Linked DNA regions of Mus musculus: regions 1, 2 and 4 are each linked to region 3. Evidence: chromatin contacts called from public Hi-C data. All regions are on one chromosome and are shown on one strand. Each heading gives the region's core, a stretch centred on a gene start, on an enhancer-like site or on the middle of the called end of the contact. The rest is flanking DNA. Distances are from core to core; before and after follow the strand shown.

Evidence for each region. Hi-C and Micro-C count contacts between places; a contact is called where the count stands out from the background.
Region 1: a Hi-C map of the N1E-115 cell line shows a contact between it and region 3, with 4 times the contacts expected there. The contact joins the promoter of 4930401C15Rik here to the enhancer-like site in region 3. A contact is called at or near these places in 3 of 484 Hi-C or Micro-C datasets (the N1E-115 cell line, adipose-derived mesenchymal stem cells and induced pluripotent stem cells).
Region 2: a Hi-C map of the N1E-115 cell line shows a contact between it and region 3, with 6 times the contacts expected there. The contact joins two enhancer-like sites. A contact is called at or near these places in 4 of 484 Hi-C or Micro-C datasets (the N1E-115 cell line, nephron progenitors and uterus) and 1 of 115 datasets of contacts at active chromatin or transcription factors (extraembryonic endoderm stem cells).
Region 4: a Hi-C map of cortical neurons shows a contact between it and region 3, with 2.3 times the contacts expected there. The contact joins two enhancer-like sites. A contact is called at or near these places in 3 of 15 datasets of contacts at CTCF or cohesin (the NIH/3T3 cell line, embryonic stem cells and stem cell-derived epiblast-like cells) and 12 of 484 Hi-C or Micro-C datasets (the AML12 cell line, adipose-derived mesenchymal stem cells, cerebral cortex and 4 more).

What each region holds. Positions count from the first base shown.
Region 1 is chr10:25,832,957-25,839,384 of GRCm38.p6, reverse strand. It overlaps 4930401C15Rik (RIKEN cDNA 4930401C15 gene), which reads left to right and starts at 1,948. Exons shown (of 5, transcript NR_045349.1): 1 at 1,948-1,978. It also overlaps the pseudogene Gm19801, the pseudogene Gm8681 and the pseudogene Gm6906.
Region 2 is chr10:25,919,244-25,925,558 of GRCm38.p6, reverse strand. No RefSeq gene overlaps it. Among named protein-coding and RNA genes, the nearest start is that of 4930401C15Rik, 85 kb to the right of the region's middle. Within about 2 kb of position 4,773, at least 14 of the 459 cell types and tissues checked have an H3K27ac peak or open chromatin away from gene starts, as enhancers often do. A contact at or near this core is called in the N1E-115 cell line, where this site is marked.
Region 3 is chr10:25,676,022-25,682,755 of GRCm38.p6, reverse strand. No RefSeq gene overlaps it. Among named protein-coding and RNA genes, the nearest start is that of Gm36543, 35 kb to the left of the region's middle. Within about 2 kb of position 1,310, at least 7 of the 459 cell types and tissues checked have an H3K27ac peak or open chromatin away from gene starts, as enhancers often do. A contact at or near this core is called in the N1E-115 cell line and cortical neurons, where this site is marked.
Region 4 is chr10:25,874,053-25,880,050 of GRCm38.p6, reverse strand. No RefSeq gene overlaps it. Among named protein-coding and RNA genes, the nearest start is that of 4930401C15Rik, 40 kb to the right of the region's middle. Within about 2 kb of position 2,105, at least 8 of the 459 cell types and tissues checked have an H3K27ac peak or open chromatin away from gene starts, as enhancers often do. A contact at or near this core is called in cortical neurons, where this site is marked.

The DNA.
Region 1 (6,428 bases), core at 699-3,198, 160 kb before region 3:
CTGTGTTTTCTTGATGACAGCCATTCTGACAAGCAAGTTGGAATCTATCTCAAAGCAGTTGAAATTTGCACCTCCTTGATGGCTAAGGATGCTGAACACTTTTTCAAGTATTCTCAGCAATTTGTTTCTCTTGTTTTTGAGAACTATGTATCCAATTTGCTGGCCTATTTTTAAATTGCATGGTTTGGCTTTTTTGCATTTAATTTTTATAGTTCTTTATATAACTACACATAAATCACCTGTCTGATGTGTATTTTAGGAAGGTATTTTTGCCCATGCTGTAGGTTCTTTTCATACCGCTGGGTTGTTTTTTTGTTTTTTAGTTGTGTGTGGGGGGGGGGGTGTTATTTTGCAGTTGTTGTTGTTGTTTTCTTCTTCTTTACTTTGCAGAAGGATTTTAATTTCATGTATTCCCATTTGTCAGTTTTGGGAATTATTTCTTGAGCAATTAGAATGTTTTTGAGAAAAAAATGCCTATAACTATATAATGAAATGTTTTTGCTATGCTTCCTCTGTTTCAAGCTTTTATATCTTACTGTAAATTAATATGAGTTATGCTTATTTCCATCTAGTTCAAATGAATGAGACTCAAACTATCACTTATTAGGCTCTACACAATTACTAGGGGATTACTCTAAGACTAGACTGGCTATTTCCTCAACTATGCTCACCAAATAGTCGCAGTTTGAATCTAACTGGGTTATTTCTGTTCCAGCAGTCTGGTGTCCTGGGGAGGCATTTCACTAGGGGTACATGCTGCTGGTCCATCATGGCTAATGGAGGCCCCCTGTTCTGTCTTTACTTCCTCTGTGCTCCTTTGCTTTCTCTCTCTCCTTTTTCTCCTTTCTCCTCCTTTTTATCTCTACTTGAGTGAGACCCCCCCAGCCTGGTAACTCCAACTTCACCTCTTTCTATTCCTCCCAAGTGATTGGCTGTTGCCAGTTTTATTTAACCAATATTGCTTTAATTGGGGAGTAAGGTTTTGTACAACAAAGGCTGATATACATGAGCCTTTTGTGGCAACCAGATCTCGGGGTACAGAATTTAGCATATGGATACAAGCAGCACCAAACCAACCCCCAACATCTTACATTGAAATACTTGATCCATTTTGGATAGATATTTCTGCAGGATGAGAAATACAAGTCTACTTTCACTCTTCTACATACAGAAATCCAGTTTCCTCAGCTCAATTTATTTATTTATTTTGTTCTTAATATTGTTTATTAGCACAGTAACAAATACAGACATAAGAAATCTAAATTAACCAATCAACTGAACAGTTCCTGTTCCACACTTACAGTAGACTCATCTTTGCAACAGCTTAAGGTATTTCACTACAGGTTTCCACAAATCCTGATTCAACCCTCAGAGTAATTTGCATATAAAATAAAATACATTAACTACATGGTGTCTTGTAGCCAGGTATCCATTTTACATATATGAGGTAACAAACTCATCTTTGCAAACTTTTAAAATACCATTGTTTCCTTCTAAGAAGGAAAAAACAAATTCCAATTTTTTTGAACCAAAAAATTGGACTTTACATAAATGACCATGTGTGTAACCTATACAAATTTAAGCTGATTTTGAAAGTATATTAGACTACAATCAATGGAGCACAAGTGTCTACACAGGCATTCTTTCCTGGTGTACTAAAAGTCAGCTCTAAAAGTTCAAAGTTTCAGCTCTAAAAGTCACTATTACCAGTTTGTCTACTGTAGCCTATATAGGCCTAGGAGAGGCGTTCTCTCTCATCTGATTAGTTAACTTGTCTCTCATCTGATTGGTTAACTTGTCTCTCATCTGATTGGTTAACTTTGGTCAATTCTCAAAACCTCATCTTGGCAAAAGAACCTTTACTGCCTATGTATGTGTGGTGACCAGCAGTAGCCAACTGCCACTCTGCAACTGCCACTCTGTAACTGCCACTCTGTAACTGCCACTCTGCAACGGCTTCCCACACTCCCTTGATACTGTAAGTTACAACAATCCTGAAAAGTAAGACTGAATAATATCTGTTATAGAAATACCCTACTCTTTACCAACTCCCACTCCCATACTTTCAAAACTCATAAACAGCTCTCTTCTGTGACAGACAAATTATGTAAGAACTGAAAAAACCCAGTTTATGTAGCATATCTCTTGGTCTGCCGTCTAGCCATTCTGTCGTGTTCTGCTCTGTTGGTCATATACTGAGTGTCAATACTTCCCACCAAAGGGTCAGCAGGATTGCAGTCTGTAAGGAGTGAGCAGATAGAAAGGAGGACTTTCAAGATGGTTAGTGCTGGGCTCCAGTTGTCTCTCAATATGTCCAAGCAAATAACTCCTTGGCTATTAATATTACAGTGATAAATTCTTGTACGAGATGTAACCTTTGGAGGCTTGAAAGGATACTCTGGTGTAAAAGTAATGTCAAGGAAGAATCCTCCACCTTCATACACAAACCCTGGAGGACCCAGAGTGCTTGATCTCCACTCATAGATGTTATCACCTTGAGGCCAGTGCTGCAGTTTGGCGGAGAGTCTAAAGTGATGCCTGCCAGCTCCTTCTGGATCCTCTTGGTGCTGGGAGAGAGGAGCTTCGAATTTCTGCTCATGCTGACTTTACTCTCCTTCTTCTTGGGGGTGTTGCCTTCTTTCTTGGGCTGCTGGTTGGAGGTCAAAGATGACAAGGAGCTGGTGCTGGCCCCTCTCTTTGTGTCTGGCTTTGGCTGCGGCTGGGCCTGGCCATTCGTGTCTTACTCTCCCTGGGAGAGTAGCCCAAGTGTCGAAACAGCAACTATTCTCAGCTCAATTTATTAAAGAGGCTGTCATTTCATTAATGGATATTTTTACATGTACTGGTGTCAAAAATCAGGTGGCCATAGCTATATAGGTTAATTTCTGGGTTCTTTTCTATCCTTTGGTCTACACATTTATTTTTGTGCGACTACCTGGCTGTTTTGTTATTATAACTCTGTAATGTAACTTGATGTTATTTATTGCCAAACCTTTGGTATTGCATTTTCTGCTAAAAATTGATTTGACTATTCAAGGTATTTCAGATTTTCATATGAATTCAAGGCTTAACTCTCATAATTCTGTGAAAGTAGAAGTTTTCTTAGTGGATGTAGTGAATCTGTAGGTCATATTTGGCAATATAGTCATTTTTCTTCATAAATTAGATAGTTCTACCTGTGTTTTTTAAAGCATGGGTTTGTAAGCCTTCAGTTGTGTTCAGGTGGTGTCAGAAGTTGGCATGATTTCATTGATTAGCTTCACCATTTGCCTTATGTGTTCACCCTCTTCTTTTAGGATAGACTGAATGCACTTTTGCTGGTAGGCACTGAGAGTAATGGTGGGTTTCTGGGGACTCAGCACTTTTTCCATCTTTCACTGCTGATAACTGACCCAACCCGCTGGTCAGTCAACAGGATCTGAAAGGGAGAGAGGGGAGATGGAGGGGCAAGAGACTCGAAGAATGGAGACAAGACAGTCTGTCTGATCAAGTCTTGTTTATTAAAAGGCAATTATCAGTATATAAGCACAAGCTGGGGAGTGCAGCTGGAGACACTTAACAACAAGTACCTTGCAGTACTAAACCGTAAGTCCAGGATGTGTCTGAGAAAAACGGCATGTTATCAGAGTGTGTTCAGTTGTGGTGGGCTGCTTGCAAAAACATCATGCTAGGAAAACAAGTCTCTCGTCAGGATGGAAAAGTACCAACCTGTAATAAATAACCTGAGATGTAATAAATAACCTGAGATGTAATAAATAACCTGAGATGTAATAAATAACCTGAGATGGCTGCAGAGATGAGAGCTGCTTTCTGCTAGGAGCCGGCTCCCAGCAGATAATCTTTTTTCATAGTAACCTGTTCGATGGCATTGCCTAGATATTGAGGTTGATCAGCTGTCAGCTCTAACTCTTTCTTCATGTCTCTCTCACTGTCAGAGCTGAGTATGAAAACAGTGAAGCACTTTTTCCGTCCTGTTCATATCTTCTTGCTGATCATATCATCTTGTGATATCTTCTTGTTTTTCTTTGGCTTCCTCATATTTGTCAGCTATGTGCTCTGCCATTTCCCGGAGACTTTTCTTCTCCTCTCTACAGTAATTGAGATCTAGCTGTTTCCTCTTTTGGTCACATAATAATTTGACCGTCTGCTGAATCTCCTCCTTAGCCAGGTCCTGCTTGAGAATGTACTGTTCTCAGAACACCTGGTGGCTCTGCTGATAAGCTGAAGATTACTCCTCAGGAGGGGGAACCAGATCCTTTTCAGATGATTTGAGAAATGCTGGGTTGGCAGCACTATGTTGTAAGATTCTTTTAATATGCTTCTCAAAGGGGTCTGGAGTTTCAGCCACAATGCACAGTGGAGACTCTGCCACTTCAGCATCTTCTCAGTTACAGAGCAGGGCAGGGGATGCTGGGTGGACTGTACTTAATAAAGGCCTTATGAGACATTCATAGGTACGGTGATGCAGATCATTGTGGGCCCCAGGATGTTCAGGACGATCCAGAATCCTCTAATTAGAGCTGATTGCCTGCATGGCAATGGCTTTGTACAAAGAATGTGCTCCACAAAGCATTTCTGCTCTGCAGTGAGTTCCTGTAAACTATCCTTATCTTCTTCATCTCATCCAAGAAATTGTGCAGTTTGTGAATCCAACTCAGTCCCATGCTGTTCATGCCAGCTTCATGGCTACAGTGGTATGTGAAGGACACTTGAAATCTCTGTGCAGTTTAATTGGACAGGAAATGTCAGAAGCAAAGGGATCATCTTTTCCAGATGGCCATTTCAGGGCAAACTCTAACTCAACGCACTCAAACACGTACAGAGGAGGGATGAGGTCAGCTCTGGGATCCCAGGACTTTTCTAGAATTGATAAATGGAATGATCTCATGAAACTGGAAAGCTTCTGTAAGGCAAAGGACATAGTCAGTAAGACAAATCAGCAACCTACAGATTGGGAAAAAAATCTTCACTAACCCCACATCCGATAGAGGGCTGATATCCAAACTATATAAAGAACTCAAGAAGTTAATCACCAGAAAACCAAACAACCCAATCAAAAAAGGGGGTATAGAACTAAACTGAGAATTCACAATGGAGGAGTTTCAAATTGCTGAGAAGAACCTAAAGAAATGTTCAAAGTCCTTAGTGATCAGAGAAATGCAAATCAAAACAACTCTGAGATTCCACCTTACATCAGTCAGAATGGCTAAGATCAAAAGTTCAGGTGACAACACATGTTGGAGAGGATGTGGAGAAAAAAAAATCCTCCATTGTTGGTGGGATTGCAAACTGGTACAACCACTCTGGAAATCAATCTGGAGGTTCCTCAGAAAATTGGAAATAGAGCTACCTAAAGGCCCAGCTATACACTCTTGGGAATATACCCAAAAGATGCCCCACCATGCCACAGAGGCACATGTTCCACTATGTTCATAGCAGCCTTATTTGTGATAGCCAGATGCTGGAAACAGCCTAGATGCCCCATGACAGAAGAATGGATAAAGAAAATGTGGTTCATTTACACAATGGAATACTGTTCAGCTATTAAGAATGAGGACAGCTGCAAAACAAGAGGCTGGGGATTTCGTTAATGATAAACCAGTTCTCGACGGAGCTTGGGGAAGGAAGTCTCTCTGTGAAGGTCTGAGGGAAGCGCTCATGCCAGGTAGATGCTGTCAGGTAGACATCATGGGCAAGGATGACCCCAACAAGCTGTGGGCCAAAATGTCCTCTTACGCCTTCTTCGTGCAGACCTACCGGGAGGAGCACAAGAAGAAGCAACCAGACTCGTCGGTCAACTTTGCCGAGTTCTCCAAGAAATGCTCTGAGAGATGGAAGACCATGTCTTCAAAGGAAAAGTCAAAGTTTAAGGATTTGGCCAATAGTGACAAAGCTCGTTATGACAGGGAGATGAAGAACTATGTTCCTCCCAAAGGTGATAAGAAAGGAAAGAAAAAAAGACCCAAATGCTCCGAAGAGACCACCGTCTGCCTCTTTCCTATTGGTTCTGAAAATCGCCCAAAGATCAAAATTGAACACTCTGGCCTGTCTATTGGAGATACTGTGAAGAAACTAGGTAAGATGTTATCTGAACAATCTGTCAAAGATAAACAACCATATGAGCAGAAGGCAGCTAAACTAAAGGAGAAGTATGAAAAGGATATTGCTACATAGCATACCAAGGGCAAAAGTGAAGCAGGAAAGAAGGGTCCTGGTAGGCCAACAGGCTCAAAGAAGAAGAATGAACCAGAAGATGAGGAAGAAGAGGAGGAAGATGAAGAGGGGGAAGAAGAGGATGAAGAATAAGTGGCTGTCCTAAAGTGTGGAGTATCTGTGCTCAGGCAATTATTTTGCTAAGAATGTGAATCTCAAGTGCAGCTCAACATTAGCTTCAGTATAAAAACTGTACAGATTTTTCTATAGCTGAT
Region 2 (6,315 bases), core at 3,524-6,023, 240 kb before region 3:
TATAATTTACCAACCTTAAAAAAAAAAAGTACATGTCATCAATCATAATTTCAGCCAAAGCAAACTTCACATTACAACCATCTGAGGCTGCCATTTGCTGGGTTGATCTCAAACACAACTCTATACTTTCTCTAAACCCAGTTGTACACAAAATATAGCTACTAACATGGACAAAACCTCTATAAAAAACAATAACAAATAATCTGTACCTAAAAGATAAATACTTTTAAAATCGCATACAGTTAAAAAAGCAAGTATGTATCTGATCCAATCCGCTCAGCCAACCAACTCCTAAAATATTTGGCAGTTACCAAGACTAGACTTTTTAAAATCAAATGATTTGAGACAACGATTCTATCAAACATGATGCACGTGTTTTAAGTATACAGTGTTGACATTTACAGCATGTAAATTGTGGGGCCAGTACCATAATCCTAACGTTCAGAGCTCCTGCTCTCCCTGCGGCCTCTCGCTCTCATGATGCTTGTGATGTAAAACTTTCTACTCTACATTTTTCACACAATTTATTCATTTATTTACTTACTTACTTAGCCTGGATTCTTGTGTGGGTCCATGCAAGCCACAGTACAGGTCAGCAGAAAACTGTGGGGGTCAGTTTTATCCTTCTCCCATGCTCATTCCAGGGATAGAAATCAGCAGGCTTGGTGGCAGACCCCTGCAACCCCTGAGCCATCTTGCTGGCCTGTTCACCAATGTATGCCAGTGAGCCAGACCATCGATTTCTATGACTACATGCTTGAACTGTCTTTTCTCAATTTTGCTACAAAGGAAATCATGTAATGTGTACTTGTTGATGCTTGGCTTTTTGTCAATGACACAGCATACTGTTTTACATACATACATACATACATACATACATACATACATACTTACATAATGTTCATTTATGTATGGTGGTAGTGGTTACAATCTCTCTTCTTGTTGAGTGGTACATATTCCATTGTGTGTATATCAAGATTCTATATTTCCCTGATGGACCACTACTCATGCACAAATACTGATCTTCATGCTCATATAAATTGTATATATATTGGTTTATAGCTTGAAGTTTAAGTATGGGATTATATGGTGAATGCATATGTATGTAATTGCTTCTCAATCTTGGTTTTCCAAAGTGTTCATTTACACCCCTGAGCACTCCATCGTGTATCTGGATCCATGACAGAGATCGACTTCAGACATTCTTCTGAACGTTTGGGAGTATCTTGTGATACCTTTTCTGACCAATGGTGATTTTGCATGTCCTCTCCTGAGAGATTTATTTGCTTATCAGTAAATAGGTATTGTGCTATTTCCCCAAGTCTGTGGAATATCTATGTTGCTTTTAGCAGAGGAGTGGCTTTCATGTGGGTAAAGGTCTAATTTGTGACTTTTGTTATTTTATATTGTTATTGTGTGTGTGTGTCCCACTTTAGAAAGATCTGTCTAGCTCAAGGCTGTAAATATTTTCTCCAGTTTTCCTCTGGAGGTTTTATAGTTGGGGGTTTTTGTTTGTTTCTTTATTTGCTTGTTTTGTTTTTTAATGTTTAACTCAACAATACATTTAAAGCAATTTTGCATATGGTGAATAATTTACTTCCATATGAATATCCAGTTGTAATGGCATCAATGGTTGAAAAACTATTTTCCCTTCTGAGTTGTCTCAACACTTTTATAGAAAATTAACTGACTACATATGTATGGTCCCTTCTTTATCACTGTACTTCACGCTACTGATTTCAATTGCCTATCCTTCTGACAGTATTACATTGTCTTAATTACATCTTTGTTCCTCATTTTAAAAATTAGCTTAGATAATCTAGGCTTTTTGCTTTTCTGTGCAAATTTCAAAATCACCTGCCAGTTTCTATGATTCCTTTCTAAAGGCCTGCTATAAATTCTTATTAAGATAATATTAAACAAAGGCATCAGTTGGGGACAACTGGCATCTTAACCTAAATATGGAGTCATTTGATCTACAACCACTGCATGTATCTCAGTTAATCTGCGTCTGATCAGTATTTTCTCCGCAACATTTTGTTGCCTGAATCACACATTTGTTAAATTTGTTTCCAATAATTTCATAGTTGGATGCTATTGAAGCAATACTGTAGGAATGGAGCTATATGTCAGCTAGAAGGGTGTTTGCAGGCATGTAAGCACAGCTCATTTCCCAGCACTGTGTATACTAGGTGGGGTGTCCCATGCTTGCCCTCTGAGATCTCAGACAGTAGAGGCAGAAGGAACAAGAAGGAGCTCAAGGCTATCCTGAGCTATCCTGGGCTACCTGCCAATCTGTCTCAAAAATTCACACTTTGAGAATACAGAATTTTGCTTATTGTTTGTACATACGGCTTCAGTCAATTTCTACGACACATCTATGATTGTTCGCGTTTGTTTCTGGGTTTCGTTTTCATACATTCATTAAGATTTTCTGCAACATAATAAAGTTACTGGGATTAGAATATCAAAGATAGCTGGTAAGAGTGAGTCTTAATCCCAACAGTACAGAAAACCATTGAGTTTTTCATTATGAAGTATAATGTTAGTTGTAAGTTTTTCATAGTAATTATTAAACCAGAGAACTTTCCTTTTGTTCCCAGCTGACAAGAAAAACTTATCTTAAATGGGTGTTGAATTTTGTCAAGTGCTTTTGAGAATCTGAGACAGCATGCTTTCTTCCATTTTGTCAATAAGCTGACAGTGATTGATTACAATACTACACTAACCTCACATCTGAGGCCTTAAAAGCCCACTTGGCCTTATGGTATCATCATCATAGCTTTCTAATTCAATTTGTTAGCAATTTGTTATGGGTTTTGAACAAGATTAACAAGCAATTTTGATTTGCAGTTTGGTCTTATCACAACAACTTTTCTTTATCTAGGTGTAAGGATAAACTGCTCTCATCCTTTATTAAATATATAAAATATGTTTAAAATATATATTTATAAATATACTATATGTTACATATAACATATATAATACATATTATATCCTTGACTCTGGGTGGTAAAGATGCTTCTCTAAGTTTGCAGGTCTGGGTGCAATTTTATCTTAATTTTCTATTTCTATATAATTTTTACACAAATATATAAATATATATAAATAAACATACTTTATATATTTATATATCAGTAACTAGATTCATGTTATTTAATCAATATTGTAGCTTATTGTTGATTCTTCTTTTAAGTCTGCCAATATCCTATTTTTGCATAGCCTGGGAGCTAGTGAGAGTTTTCAGGTTCTCATAGTCTTAAAAATGAAAAGAGGCATAGGACACCGGAGGTGCAACACATATGTCCTGAGTTCTTCACAGCCAATCTCCTGATATTACTCCATGTCAGCTACCCTTTCCCACCCTATTGTTATGGAGGGCCTAAGCCACACAGTAAGTTGACATGACTTTTAGTTTCTCATGCCCCATTATCTTCTGGGAGAATGATCCTAAGTGAACCAATGTCTTTGTCCAACATTGCCCTAGATCACTCCACTCTAAAGAACTCCTTCATTTTTGAGACCCAACTTCCATCTGGATCAGTTTCATTCCTCTTGAATAATTTCTTTCTTATAGTGTGGGTCTGCTACCAGACAAAAACGTCTGTGTCTGTGGCTTCATAAAGCCAGAGTCTCCTTCTAATCCCCATTTATATACTTACTATATAAATATCATCTGTCTAAATGTAAATGTGTATATACATTTCAGTGTACCTACTTATGTTTATAGCAAACTCTGGTCCATTTTATCTGGCAGAAGTACAGCTCCCAGGCCCCACAGTTGCCTGTGGAATTAGAGACCCAGAAGTCAAAATGTTCTAACCCCATTTGATGTGTTTGTTTCTGGATGGTAAAGATGCTCCTCTGAGTTTGTGGATCTGGTTGTAATTTTAATTATCTCAATTTTCTGTTTTATCTGTCAATGCTATGAGCTTGAAACAGAAGTTATATGTACATTTAGCTGTTTTCTTCCCCTAAAGTGCAACCATGGGAGCATATTTTACCTGTAGTGATATTACTATGAATTGATATTATTAAATAAGGCATAAATAAATAAAAGAGGGTACAATCCACCTTGTAATTTGCTAAGGACATTGTGTCAAATTCTTAATTTTAATATTTCAGTTAATTATAAAAACTTCCTAGTAATAAGTACATACATATCTCAAAACTAAATTTATATGTGTATTAAAGTTTCCTCTACAACCGTGTTTTAACAAAGATATTTTTAAGGATTTCCCCCTTTTAAAAACATACAAAATATGTTATAAGGAATATACCAACCATGTGATTAATCACCAAAATTATTCACAACTATCTGCCAAGCCTACAAAGGATTCCATTTGTCCTTCCCACAGTGAAGTTGTAAATTAACGTCAGTGAATGCCAATAAATCCTCGAAGTGAAGGCATTAGTAGAAACTCCCCCACCCTATTCATGTAAAAAAGCTGTACTGGCTGTCAAGTGGCAGCAGCAAAAATCATTGCTCCCACAGCACCGCACTAGCTTCATCCTACCTAATTGTTAAGGAGGAATTGTACTGAAATTGCACAGGAGGAAATTATCTGCCAGGGTTTCGGGACTTCACCCTTTACACACCCCTGAAGTGACAGAGTGTTCTGCCATGGTGTCTTTTTATTTTCCTTGTTTGAAGCTGTATTCTGAGTTAGGAACAAAAACATCCTTAGTAATTATCTTTCCTTCTTACACTGATGCACCATGCAGCTCATGGCTATGTAGCATGGAGATAGTTGGCTCTCTTTCAACTTCCATAATAAGAGTGGACAGTCAGCCCAGATAATTCAGGACAAATGTTCCACTGGGGCCCTGAAGCATCTTGCTTGTTATCCCTGTTAATCACATTAACTACATAATGGCCAAATTCTATTTGGTCCTTTGTGATATGCAGGCAATTTTGATGTTTTATTATTATGGTTTGTCATTTGTTTTTACCTAGTTAGTCTGCAAACCATAGCACAAGGGAAGAGCCTTTCACTCACAGGAATGATAACACACACACACACACACACACACACACACACACATTTTCCCGGGATATGGGTTTTACAAGTTAGGGACCACTAAACAAGTGAAACAAATTTGACAACATACAATCATATTCTTTTGTTGCCTAGGGTCCTACATCTCAGGGACCAGCAAGCAAATGAAACACATTTTTATAAGCTCCACTGATATTTTCATATGGCCTATATGCCAACTAAAAAAAAATCAAATTGGTTTTTGTGCTGTTGTTTTTGTTTTTAAGAAGTGAGACAAGGTTTTTAAATTCCTTCTTCCACCCAGAGTTTCTCGATCTCAAAATTATTGACATTTTAGGCGAGGTGATTCCTTGCTGTGGGGGCATCATTCTCAATAGGCTATTCAGCTATTCATCCTCATCTCTGGTTTCTTCCCAATAGATATAAATAGACCTCCTACACATACACACACACACACACACACACACACACACACACACATTCCGACAATCAAAAAGGACACTAGTACACTTATAATCCCTAAAGTTCATGAGATCAGGCCCAACCAATTTCTCAAGCTTGTTTTATAGGTTAAACCCCTAAGTGGGGGGTTGCACACAAACACGGTTATAGAAATGAGACCAGGCAGTAAAAGACATGGGTCATTGAACAATGGGTATAGAACGTTTCTGAGAACAGACAGTTCTGGGGTTAGGGGAGTTTAGGTACATTCAGTCTCTGGTTACTGGGGTAGGACACAGCCCAGTTCTGAGAAAAACTCAAGTTTTATAGTAAACAGAAACTTAACTTGGCCACAGACTCAAAATGGGATCCAGAAAGAAAATGGAGTTCTTCTCTAGCAGTGGGGAAGCAGAGACAGGTAAACCTCCAGGCCTGCTAGCCATCCAGCCACACCGTATCTGTGAATTCTAGGTCCCAGAATGGCTCAGTCTCAAAAATAAAATGGGGAGACCCTAGGGAGCACTGAGGTTGACTTCTGGCCTCCACTCCAACATGAGTGCACCCACACATGTGCAGTTGCACACAGAAGAACCCCCATCCATATATATACAAATATACATGTACATAAAACTAATTATTGAAGGTTTCTATAGGCTGTAGAATGTCCTCTGTGGAAGTGAATCAAAGCCACTCCGACTGAGAACCACTGAGTTTGTGATTTTTTTTTTCAAGATGTTGAAATGTTTTTCAACCTTCAGTTCCTTTAATCACTGTGATAAGCAAGATTTGCATATTTGTCTAAGCAGACCCAATCTTCATGGCAGTCTTATTTTTCTGTTCTATGCTGAAATAATACTTATGAGATACTAACTAG
Region 3 (6,734 bases), core at 61-2,560:
TACCCACCTAAGACTTTGAGAAAGGGCATCTCACCTCTTTTATAGGGCTCAGCTTGGAGAGTTAGCCACTCGTCCCTCAGGCTGTAATAGAGGGGGAAGGTCAGGCCAAGGGTCAAGTTCCTTTTCTAACAGTAAAGTGAAGAACACAACTGCCTCGTGAAACTGAGAATATTGCTGGAGATTGCTGCCCAGGGACTTCAGGCTAAAGCAGGAATTATCTGGCACTGCTAGACTCCAAAAGCATTAGCCTGGCACTGTTGGAGTCCCTGACCAAATGTGCCTGTGAATCTTTAAGAACAAGCTTCAACTTGAAATTTTGAAACAAGGAAAATTATGTGAGTGTCATTTTTTCCCATGTTAAAAGTACAGCAGCAAATGTTCTTTCTGATATTGGGGGTGGGGGTGGGGATGTTTAAAAGGCTTTTTCTTTTAAAAACCTTTCTTTTCAAGGAGTTAAAATTATTGAAGAGCTGGCTGGGCAGATGACTCAAATGGATAATGAGGATCCGAGTTCAGATCCTCAGAACCTATACAAAAGCCAGGCACCACAGCACACATGTATAATCCTAATGTTAGTCAGGCAAAGACAGAGGCAGCCCTGGGGCTTGGACCGCCAATCTAAACAAAAGAAGAAGCCACAGGATCAGCGAGAAGTCTTAAAAAAAAAAAAAAAAAAAGATGAGAAGCAACAGAGGAAGGCACTCACCAGCCATCAAGTTGGGTCGGAACCACATGCATACTTATCTGCATGCACAAATGTACATGCACACACACCATACGTACAAATGTCATGGAAGTAAACTTCCTTCCTATAAAGAATCATTTGGACACAAACCAAGTGCAGAGATGAAATCTCTGCCTTTGGAGACTGATGGTGGGTTCAAATCCCGGCTCTATCACTCTCGAGTCAGCTTCTCCATGTAAATTGACAGTGACGGATACTGTTCTAACTACAGTGTGGTAAGGATTTGAAAAATGAAAACTCACAAAAAAATGAACAATAGAAATATTTATATGCTAAACCGTGTGATGCATGTATCCAGGGCTCTGTAAACATCAGACATCACTTTTCAGTCTAGTTCCCCAAGGAACATACTTGAAAGCCATGGCAGTTGAGTTTAAATAGGTCAAGGATAAAAGAACTGAGAGACTTTTCCAGTTTACACTCACTCCTTGGACTACTGACCATCTTCATTTTAAATAAAAAGGGAAAAGAAGAAGAAGTACACAGTCGCAATACACCTTTATCAAAAGCGTGTCTGTTTATCTTTCTATTGCTCTTTGTAAGGGTTAAGGTTACTTTTTGGCGCCACCAAGTGGCCACACTTAACGGCACAGTGACACTTCCCCAGGTTTTGTTTTAACTGAAAGGATCTAGGAAGCCTTTTTAATAGACCTTTTCATACCCCTGAAAATGAGGGGAAGCACTCTGGGTTGAGCAAAACAGCGAACATTACCAGTGACTCTGTAGAAAACTGGCAAGAAGAAAGCTCTCCGTGAGGAAAAGCAAGGATGCAATGTGTACTTTTTTTTTTCCTGTTGCTTTGCTATGCTTTGCTTTGCCTTTTTTCCCCGTCTTGTGAGTCTTTTGCCTGCTTGTCTTGATTTTTGTTTCTCAGTCACTTGTTTGTTGTTGGTTTGTTCTTGTTTCTTGTGTGGTTTGGAGACAAAGAGAGAACACATTTACATGAAGTTGCATGGATGGTGGAAATTACCTGGGAGTAGTTGGAGGCGGGGAAATATGATCAAAGTACACTATTTGGAACATTTTTTAATTAAAAAATTAGAAACTTAAGGAAAATAGAAATATCAGCGAGGCCTCTGGACAGGAAGTGATCAGGGCCCAGAGCTGCCCTTGCTTCAGTGTGTGCGAAGCCCTTCACTCATTTCTAAGTTTTAAGAAATGTCAGTCAGCATGGTGACATGCTGCTATATCTATAGATCAGTGATGCACTCGACCCACATCGGAGAAGCTTCTGGGAGTAGATGGGAAGCAACACAGAGATCCATAGTAGGACAACGTGCTGACAGGCATCTTCATCAAATCTCTCTGCTCAGGTTCAGGGAGCTCTGGTGGAGAGGAAGAGGAAAGCCAGAGGTGATGGGGAATACCGAGGAGACAATGTCTTCCAACCACCACAGGACTGGTGCACATACGGACTCACGGAGACTGTGAAGCATGCAGCCGGCCTGCACAAGTCCATGCCAGTATGGGTCCCAGGGCTATAGGGGAGAAGTTGACAGAGAAGTCCCACACATAACAGGAAGTCATCTCCAATAGATCCATTTTTCCGATGGAATTTCACTTGGCTTATGAACCACACTCCAGGACAGGCCCCGGAAATGGTTGGCCAACATAAAACAAATTCAATGTGTACTTTTTTTTTTTCCTGTTGCTTTGCTTTGCTTTGCTTTGCCTTTTTTCCCCGTCTTGTGAGTCTTTTGCCTGCTTGTCTTGATTTTTGTTTCTCAGTCACTTGTTTGTTGTTGGTTTGTTCTTGTTTCTTGTGTGGTTTGGAGACAAAGAGAGAACACATTTACATGAAGTTGCATGGATGGTGGAAATTACCTGGGAGTAGTTGGAGGCGGGGAAATATGATCAAAGTACACTATTTGGAACATTTTTTAATTAAAAAATTAGAAACTTAAGGAAAATAGAAATATCAGCGAGGCCTCTGGACAGGAAGTGATCAGGGTCCTTCGGAGACTGGTGGTGGGTTGAAATCCAGAGCGTGCTTTCTGTAAGCAACTCTGTGCCTTTACACCCATACAGTCAGAAAAGCAAAGAAGAGAAACCTTCACCCCGTTTTATGAGCACTGACTGGAGGGCTGGAGCAATCTATTCACCCATCTTCTACTTCCCACTGAAGCCTCTGAAAAGTCATCTATAAAACAATAATCTTCTTAAGGCTTTTGTGTGTGTGTGTGTGTAAATCTCTTTCTACGGTTTGGTTGGCAATATGGTACATTCTGGAGAGGCCACCTTTTCCCTGATCATTTTCCTCCTTCTTCTTCTTTACATCTTTATCCCGTCAACATCAAAAAGGGACTCGTGCTAGCTGCACCATGTACATGGTGCTCTTCTTTATAAAGTCTGAGGTGGAAATTTTGACATCCTGTATTTTAAAATTCTCCTCCTATTTTTTTTTTTTTACAAGAATCAGGACCCAGGTAGAAGTTCAAATTAAACACAGTGCCTAAAAATTATTTTTAAAATGTATCAGTATACCAAAACAATGAATGTAGGATTTTAATATAATCTACTCTCATGCCAACTTATATTACTATTCAAATTGTCATAGTTTCTTTGCTCAAAGGTATATAATGGTCAAGTCTGATCGTTCAGGTCCATAATTCCAGCTGCTCAGCAGACTTCAGAGAATCAGGCCTGCTTTAGCAGCTTGGTGAGGCTCTGTTGCAGAAACAAAAGTGAACAGAAGCCTGGACGTATGTAGAGCTCAGCGGTAAAGCTCTTCCCAAGCCCGTGGATCCAGGCCCTGGGTCCGGATCCGTGGTATTGCCCTCCCCCCTCCAAAAAAAGATAAATAATGATCCTTTCAACACCATATAAGGAAAGAATCAAAGTTAATGCTGGTTAACTTCCAAACACGTTCCCCATTTACTCGATGACCATTTTAATGCTCACCGTAACCGTCTTGGTGTGTCAATTTAACAGCTTTAACAGCCACCATTAATTCAGAACAGCTTAGTCTTTCAATAATAAAATGCTTCAGTCAACTGATAAGACTTTAAACATATGGCTGATATGCGCATTTTCACTGAAATTTGGGATGCTTCCTATGTCCCAGTGTAAATAATCAGATGCTGACCGTAAGTCCAGGTGAGACCCTTCCTTTATACTACCTGGGTTGGCATGTCATTAACGGCAATAAAAACCATGTGATAAGCAAGGCGTTGGGACTCACGCCACAGGTGACACAGGAGCCAGCATTCTGCTATGTCACTTCCTAGTACCATATATATATCCCAGGTTCTCCAGGCACCCAAGTAGCATTTACTAAACACCTCCCCCCCCCCAGAATGCTTCAAGCGTGACTTATAATTCTCACAATTTCTCCAAGTAGATCCTATGACCCTAGCATCGACGATGAGAACCACCACACCATCCTGATTACATTAACTGGGGATTACTGAGCACAAACTGGCATTAGAACTCCGCTTCTGCCTTCTAGTGTGGACTGAAGATCCTCCACAAGTCCTCCAGGCTTTTACCACCATACTGAGACTGCTAAGGCTTCTGGCCTTGTGGACTGGACAGCTTTTGGGTTCTTTGCATCTCTAGGGTGAAGGCAGCAATCAGTGATTTGTCTAGACCTTGATCATGTCAGCCAATCTATTGAATCTCGCTTTATCATTCTATCACTCTGTTCTACTATAGAACACTGATCTAATACAGATCCTAATATGTCTGAGCATCTCCACCTGTGCGCAAAGGGGATTCCCCGCTGATTTTTGGCATATAGTAGATACACCTGGAGAGTACCCTGGAGAGAGAGAGAGAGAGAGAGAGAGAGAGAGAGAGAGAGAGAGAGAGAACGCTGCACTTGTGTTATCATTATTCCTGCTCTTTACAGCAAATCTAAACTCCTGACAGTTGAAAAGGATAGGAGGCTGGGGGGAGGAGTGGTTGCCAGAAAGAGGAAGCCTCATCACCATGGAAACAGCTTGCTGGATTTCCACATTGGTCTTTGAGCACCAGGTGGTTCACAAATGGCCCAGAAGCAACTCAACTTCCATCAGGAAGAGAAAGCAGCATATGTTTTATCCACTGGCCCAGCACTCCTGAAAGATCCAGAGCTCTGGATGGTACTTAAAAATTGGGGGGGGGGGGAGGCTAATTTTTCCTTTAAATGATTAACCACAGCGTGTAGCAATGATGAAAGTCTTGGATGGCCCCTCCCCCTTCCAGAGCATAGCTTATTGCTAGACAAGCATGGTTCATCAGGGTTGTTATTTCTCCACAGTTTACCGCTTGCTTCAGCAAATGGGACAAAGACACTTCGCTGGAACTAAAGCACTCCAAGATTTCATGAAATAACTTATAAGGTTTATTATTTTTTTAATCTGGAATTTCTTGCTACTTTGACTATTATCATTATTATTATTACTGGTGTGTGACAAGTTTGCGGGAGTTGGTTCTTTCATTCCACCTTTACATTGGTTCTGGGGAGCAAAGTTAGCAAGCACCTGCAGCTACTGAGACATCTTGCTGGCCCTTTGCTGAAGTTGTAATAGTGATTGTTCCAGTTAAGATCTTTTAAATGGAAAATGTCTCCTTCTAAAATTAACTGCCCTTATTCTACTGTATGGCCAATTTCAGATGGAGTTCTTTGGGGTACAGCATGTACCCCTTTTGGTGAAAACATTTCAGTTAAAATTTAAATCAGGTATCAGGTGCCCCAACTACCTCTCAGTTTCTTCTCCTGTTGCTGTGATAAATAGCGTGACAAAAGCAACTTATGAGGGAATGAGTTTATTTTAGAGCACAGTTCAGAGTTTAGTCCATTATGGCAGTGGGAGTCAGGGCAGCAGGAGTTTGAAGTGGCTGTTTACACCCACACTGGAAAGAGCAATCAGCCTGTGCTTCACCCCGTTTTCTCCATTTGCACAGTCTAGAATCCAAGGCAAATGAAAGGTCCTGCCCACAGTTATGGTGGGTCTTCCCACGTCAATTAATGCAAACTAGATAATCCTGTGCAGGCAAGCTGAATCTTATTCTATCTATCACCTTCAAAGCACCACTCATTCCGCTTGCAAATACAGGCTGCTTCCATTTCAGGGCTGCTTCATACTGCGCATGTCACTGTGAAGCAGGCTGAAATGAAGGCGCGCAAGAGCCTGGGTTATCACATCTCTTTTGTGCTGATGTTTTCCCTGGAGAAGTCTTGTCAGTGTCTGCCTTTGTTGGGCAACTTTGGTTTGGAGTAGATGGTTTGGAGTTTATGAACTTGTGAAGAACATTACCATTCTCCCCGTCACCTGATGTGTATGTGGTTGTGTAAGCTGTCAGAAGCCAGCGTTGACTGCCTTCTTCCGTTGCTCTATGCATTACATTTTGAGATGGCGTCTCTTACTTAACCTGGCGTGCAGACATTTGGATAGGCTGTCTGGAGGAGAGCTGTAGGGAGCTTTCTTTGCCTCTCCAGAGCCAGGATGACATGTATCCTCCCATAGTCCTCTGCTGGGGAGGACCCCGGGAGCTACCAGTACCCACCACAGAGTGAATCTGGGATTCTGTATCACACCACGCAAGGAATTGCTGGTGCTTCTTCCAATGTGCCTGCTTCCTTACAAAACCATCTGACCAGGCGCAAGGCTCAGCCAAGTGCTTCTGATCGGCTCAACTAAATTCACGTGCTTAAACCTAGAGACGGAACAAAAACAGCTTCATCGTAGTTTCTGCTTCGACTGTAAGAGGCAGGTCCTGCCTTACACGCCCCCTTTGATGGAATAAGCCCCTGCTAGTTGTAGTTGCTCTGAACCCACAAATCAAGCTGTGTGTGTGTGTGTGTGTGTGTGTGTGTGTGTGTGTAGACTTGGACAAAAATCCAAGATCGAAGCTCAGCTCTGCTGTGCCCTTATTTATATTGTGGGGTATGCTAAGTGTCCGTGTGCCCAGGCAAGGGGGTCATGTAAACTGATGCAAATCTCTCTGACCTTGGGCAAGTTACATAAAGTCTTACACTCATGACACATGCATGAGTTAGTCATGT
Region 4 (5,998 bases), core at 856-3,355, 200 kb before region 3:
ATTTACATTTGTACTATTGCATACAGACACTCATGATTTTACTTGACAACCTTAAGAGACATGTTTTGACAAAGAACTGGTCACTTGGATAACTTTAAATCTTGGTGGGTCTCAGGTTAGGGTACTTGTCAAATGTGTGAGGCCTTAGGTCTGAGCCTCAGAATGCAAAAACAAAACAAAACAAAAATAACAGGAAAACATTCTTTTAATACCTTTACTATATTTCCTCCATATACTATGTCATAGTTATGATTTTACTGCTTTGAAGAGACACTATGAGCAAGGTAACTCTTATAAAGGAGGCTGGCTTACAGGTTCAGAGGTTCAGTCCATTATCATCATGGCAAGAAGCATGACAACATGAATTGCTGACAGGTGCTGAAAAAGGAGCTAAGAGCTCCACATCTTGATCTTCAAGTAGCAGATGTGAAAGTGACTTGAGCCTTTGAGACCTCAAAGCCCGCCCCCAAACAGTGACACACTTTCTCCAAAAAGCCACAGCTACTCCAACTAGGCCACACCCACTCCAACTAGGGCACACCTCCTAGTAGTACTACTTCTTATGGGTCAAGACTCTAACACATGAGTCTATGGGGGACATTCCTATTCAAATCACCACATACTATTTATCAGTAGCTAGGAAAAATAAATGGAACAATGACTGCCTAGTAGAGAAATACCACATCTCAGCAAGATTCTAGATGTTACAGTTAGCTATGAGTGCCTCCTCAAAAGCTTCATAGACTCTAAGGGTGAAGTCCTGAGAAGGACACAACCCCATTTATGTAAATTATTTTCTGACTAGAAATACAGTCTGCATTCAGTAATGAGGAGACTTCAGCCATGCATATATAAAGAATATTCTACTAAAAATACAAATGAGATGTTTGTGAGTGATGGTGGTCATCCAGACTGTGACAACATAACAAACGAAGCTGAGGACACGACCCAGAGTACAGGACCTTGATCCTTGCCTCCCTGCTTTTCCTGCTCTCTTCCACTTCATCCCAGAGATGAGCAAGCATTTACATTCCACCTTACATCTGATGTTCACATTTACTTTAGACACAGATGGTAGCCAAGTGCTCTCTGTCCTTGCTGTCAGCCCTTTGCTGTGCTTTCCCAGTGATTTTGTGGTTGAATGAAGGTTCCTTCAAGTAGATTTAAGAAATGCTCATGGGAATGACACCCTCTGAGCACTTGCATTAAAAGCTATGTTTTCCTCTGGCCTTTCTACTTGAAGGGTAAGTTGCCCAAAGATAAAGTCCTTGATGTGCACTCGGTTAGAAAGGTTTCCATTGTCTCCTGGAAGTAAATTGAGCCAGGGAAACATACAGTTTCTTTAGCCTTCAATAATGAGCTTTTTTTTTTCCTGATGACCACAGGCTTTTTGTTATGGTTGTAAAGCCTAGTTACTTTAATTAGATTTGCCTTTGCCTTGACAGATCTGGGCCTACTTTCTTCAGAACACACACCATTTCAACAGATACATTCAAGACTCTTTCTTAGAAGAATTCTCTTGCATTATTTCTGTTAATGTTTATTGCATCCATGCTTTCCAGATGGGTCTTCTTTAAGAGCACCATATATTTGTCTGGGGAATGACTTTTGTCTTTTTTCTGTAGTTACTGTGGGCTGAAAGGGGTACACTGGCTCCCCGGGGTTTCTGTCACTGACTTCTAATTCTGAATACCTGTTCAAATGGAAGTTATTTGAATGATACCTTTTTAATCAACAAATTACTTATGACAGCATCCTTCCAGGACTAGACTTCAGTTTCCTAACATTATGGTTCCTTCTTTCCCCACCATGGCTTCCTGAGTATCACTGGAATGGGGGCTGCCTGAGAAGTCAGGCCCCTCTTTTCATTGGTTTGTAGTCCTAAGGCTCATTATTTTCCTACATCTTAACATAATAATATGATCCAACAAGCACAATTTTACACACACACTCACATGCACACACATACACACACACACACATACACACAAACACACACACACACACACCCTGGTCTGACACTGAGATGTCTGATCTGGACTGGTTAGTGTGCATGAGAAGTAAAGCAAGCTGTGTCCTCAGATGAACTCCATCCCTACTTAGTATCTGATTTCTATTCATTATTGGATATGCATATGATTAAAGCCAGATGGTAAGGGGCATTCACAGCAGAAAAATAGTAACATGACCTGACCTATTAATCAACAAAGAGACGCTCCCGCTGAGCCCTTCAGTATCAAGCTCTTCCTTCTCTTGAATCTTCTAGAATGAAGCCCCAGACAATAATTGGGCTCTTTGAGTAATTTTGCTCTATAGTTGCTGCTATCTTGAAGTGCACTCTGACCAGTTCTTTAAATTTGCATTGAATAGTTCCCATGCTACTTTGCAACCACCATGAGCCTCTATTTCATTTAATTGAATAAGAGGTAAAGAACCTAGAAACAGCTAACCCTGACCCATACTACAAAGAATGGATGAAAACATCCCCCCATTTGATTTTGGCTCTATTTAGAAAATAGAAATTCTTATACACACTGATTTCCAATTTTAAACAATATTTTAGGTATTAGAATAGGAAAATACCCTTTGTTGTAATGATAGTAAATCATTAATCTGTTCAAGAAATATATATATATATATATATATATATATATATATATTTAAAAGATTTGAAAAGTCATTTCAATGTTGGACCAACAGATCCAAGAGGCCACAATGAAAATATTACAGGTTTTGAAGTCAGCAATGCTAATCCATGTGACTTTTGGTTAACACGGACAACTCTTTTGGGCTTCAGGCTTCTCATATGTAAAATAACATTCTCTATTGGATAGGCTATTTGGATTAAATGAAATCAGAGATAGAACGAGAGTATATGAATTTAGATATTACTCTGTGTCCCAGACTACTAGGATTATAACTAAATAATTAAAGTAGTCTACTTATGGTTGTGAGTCTGTATCCCTGTAGGCTCAGGGTAAGAGCTACTGAGAGTTTTGAAGATTACCGATGCCTGGCTGTTGCCTAGGGAAACCAGGGAAGCTCTCATTGCAGCATGCTTGCCATATTTTACTTTGCATAGCGTCAGCCTCTGGCTAGAGCAAGCAGGCAACCCCAGATCAGGACAGCTGCCACTAAGACCCACTATTAAAAAAAAAAATGAACTAGGAGAGGAGGGGCAAGACTATGAAGCTAACTTTAGGACAGTCAACTGGGTCTTTGCTGTTATAGCTGGGAGAATTCTGTCACTTTCCCAGCCTAATGGCTATTCCTGTGTGGCTCCCACACTCAGTCAGTGGCCTGCCAACCTGAAGCACCCTGAGAAGGGGCCTAATATTACTGTGAGTGTGAAATCCTTGAGATAGCTGTGAGATCGGGCCTCACAGGAGAAGTAGAATATACACACTTTCTAATGATGTTAGATTTTTAAAAATACTTCAGTGAGTGGAGCTTATTTTATATCACAAAGAACATGTGAAATCAATGATGTAACCAAATTTTGTCATTTTGTATGACTTGAAGACACAGCCTGTGGCTGCTTCTTAGAGCGCTCACCCCAAATAAGATAAGCCATCCTCATTTTGATGAAGTTATTTTTAAACTAAAGTGATCGCTTTGTTCTTCACCATCTGCCAGGTTTACTTTATTGCATTAACTCTTTTGAAGGCACATTTTTGAGTGTCTGCAACTCACACTAGAAGTGGAAAATCAGCAAAGTTGCAATTGCCTTCCTAAAGGGGGAGGGGGGGTTCTAGAATGAAGTGTTAGTGGTATTATTTCAGACTGCCCATGGTTTAAATATTGACACAGAGACTTACTAATATTTTCAAGCTTAGGTGTTTTAGCTAGGCAGACTCTTCGCTAGCTCATTAACTTAACCTGGCTTCTCCAGCCCATAGTTCTTTGCCTTTCTGCTCCTGTTTACATCCATTCACCCCTATGTCTGCTGGCAAATGTCCCGCCTCTGATTTCCTTTCTGAGTCCCTTTCTCTGCCCCGGAGTTTCACCTTCTCTTTTCTGCTTAGATACCGGCCCTCAGATGTTTATTAAAGTCAATCAGATATCATTCTAGATTGCCTTAGGTAGATGAGGAGGGAACAAATAGTTACAAAATGAGTCCAGGGATGGGCCATAGCTCTCTGCCAGTACAGAATTAACAACTGAATGTATGGAGACATACCTTGGCATAGTGCACCTCAACAAAGTATTCTTCTGGGGCTGGAGAGATGGCTCAGCGGTTAAGAGCACTGACTGCTCTCCCAAAGGTCCTGAGTTCAAATCCCAGCAACCACATGGTGGCTCACAGCCATCCATAACGAAATCTGATGCCCTCTTCTGGAGTGTCTAAAGACAGCTACAGTGTATTCACATATAATAAATAAATAAATCTTTTAAAAAGATGTTTTAAATTTTAAAAAAAAAGTATTCTGACTTTGAGTCAGGGCTCGTTGATGGTTGGGGTGACCACATCCTAAGATCCTGCCTTCTGTCATTCACACATCAGTTGGCAATGTTGGAGCACTCTTCAGCAATGCTTTGTCTGATGAATCTAAGGTGGATCTTGCTAACAGCACAGGTAAGTGCCTTCTGCATAATGGAACTATACTTAAACAGGAAAAGCTTTGTTGTTATCTGGGCATCAAAGAAGACAGGATACCCAACTCGATTCTCACCATCATTTTTAACATTACTATAACTTGAATTAGTCATGTGGTGTATAACTTTTACTTTGTATGGTTATGAAAGGATTATAAAATAAGGGTTTTTTTAAAGAATAAATATATAAAAATCATAGTACATATGTCAAAGTTTTTCCATGCAGAAGGATTGTCATAAGATACTGGGAGAATATACAAGTGTTTGAAAGATCGTCCAAGTGTTTACTTTCAAAGCATGGACAGATGACATAACAAATGTGCCATCATGATAAATAACCAGAACATCCATCAAAACAAAGGCCAATGCACAGAATGTTGTGTGCACAGTTACTGTATTGTCTGCCAGTATTTATGGGACTGACTTGTGGAAGGATCAATTAGCCATACGCATCACAAAGGGCCCATCAAGCTGGGATCATGCATCAGAGAACTCCAAGAAGCCAGCACAGTAAGGATGCACACCGTGTACAATGAGACCACCTTCAGTGGCTGCCCCACCTCTGCTCTAGAAACTCATTCAGTTGCAGTGAGCTATGAGTACAACTGGTGCTACTTAGCATCTTCCTGCACTATCCCAGATAGATGTGGCCGCAACACACCTGCAACATCTCTCCAAAGGGTTTTCAGAATCACAGATGACACTACTTGGGTGGATAAGTTTCTTGAAGCACAGCTTACCCTTCCCAGCCTAGCTGTATTTATGTCTGAGGCAGGCATGTTTCCACACACGGCCCCACAAGGATGCATTCCAGAGACTACCGTGCACAGACAAGGTGCATCTCATCGATCTCTGGGCTTCATAATGCACAACATCCAGGTTCCTGAGGTGCCAACAGAAGCTGTGCGGCTTAGGCTGTTGTGTGTGCCCATGCTCCTCCAGGCCCCTCTCAATGGAACAAGCAGGGTTATTTTCCTAGGCTGAAATGCAAGAAAAAAATAAGGCCAGGTGTTCCCACACTGCTTTATAGCACATGGAAAGACAGCTTTAAGGAAGGCTTCATGCTGGCATGATGCTATCCTTGTGGTTCTAACATCTTTTAAATACTACACTAATACTTAATGTCCAGGATCACTGTCAGGTTAATACACTGTGAAAACCCGATACAGTGCCTAGCATGTGGCAACTGACCAGTAAATACTGCGTGTCCATTTAAGAATGAACTGTATGACCCTGACTGGAAAGAGCATGCAACCTGAGTAAAGTTGTAACATTTAATAATATGTTTGCAAATTCATCTTGATTTTATGAGTGGCAGAAGAATATATTCTATATTTTAAACATAGAACATTATACAGTAAAGTTATAATTTGCCTGCTGTCTATTATTCTCCTCTATGTTC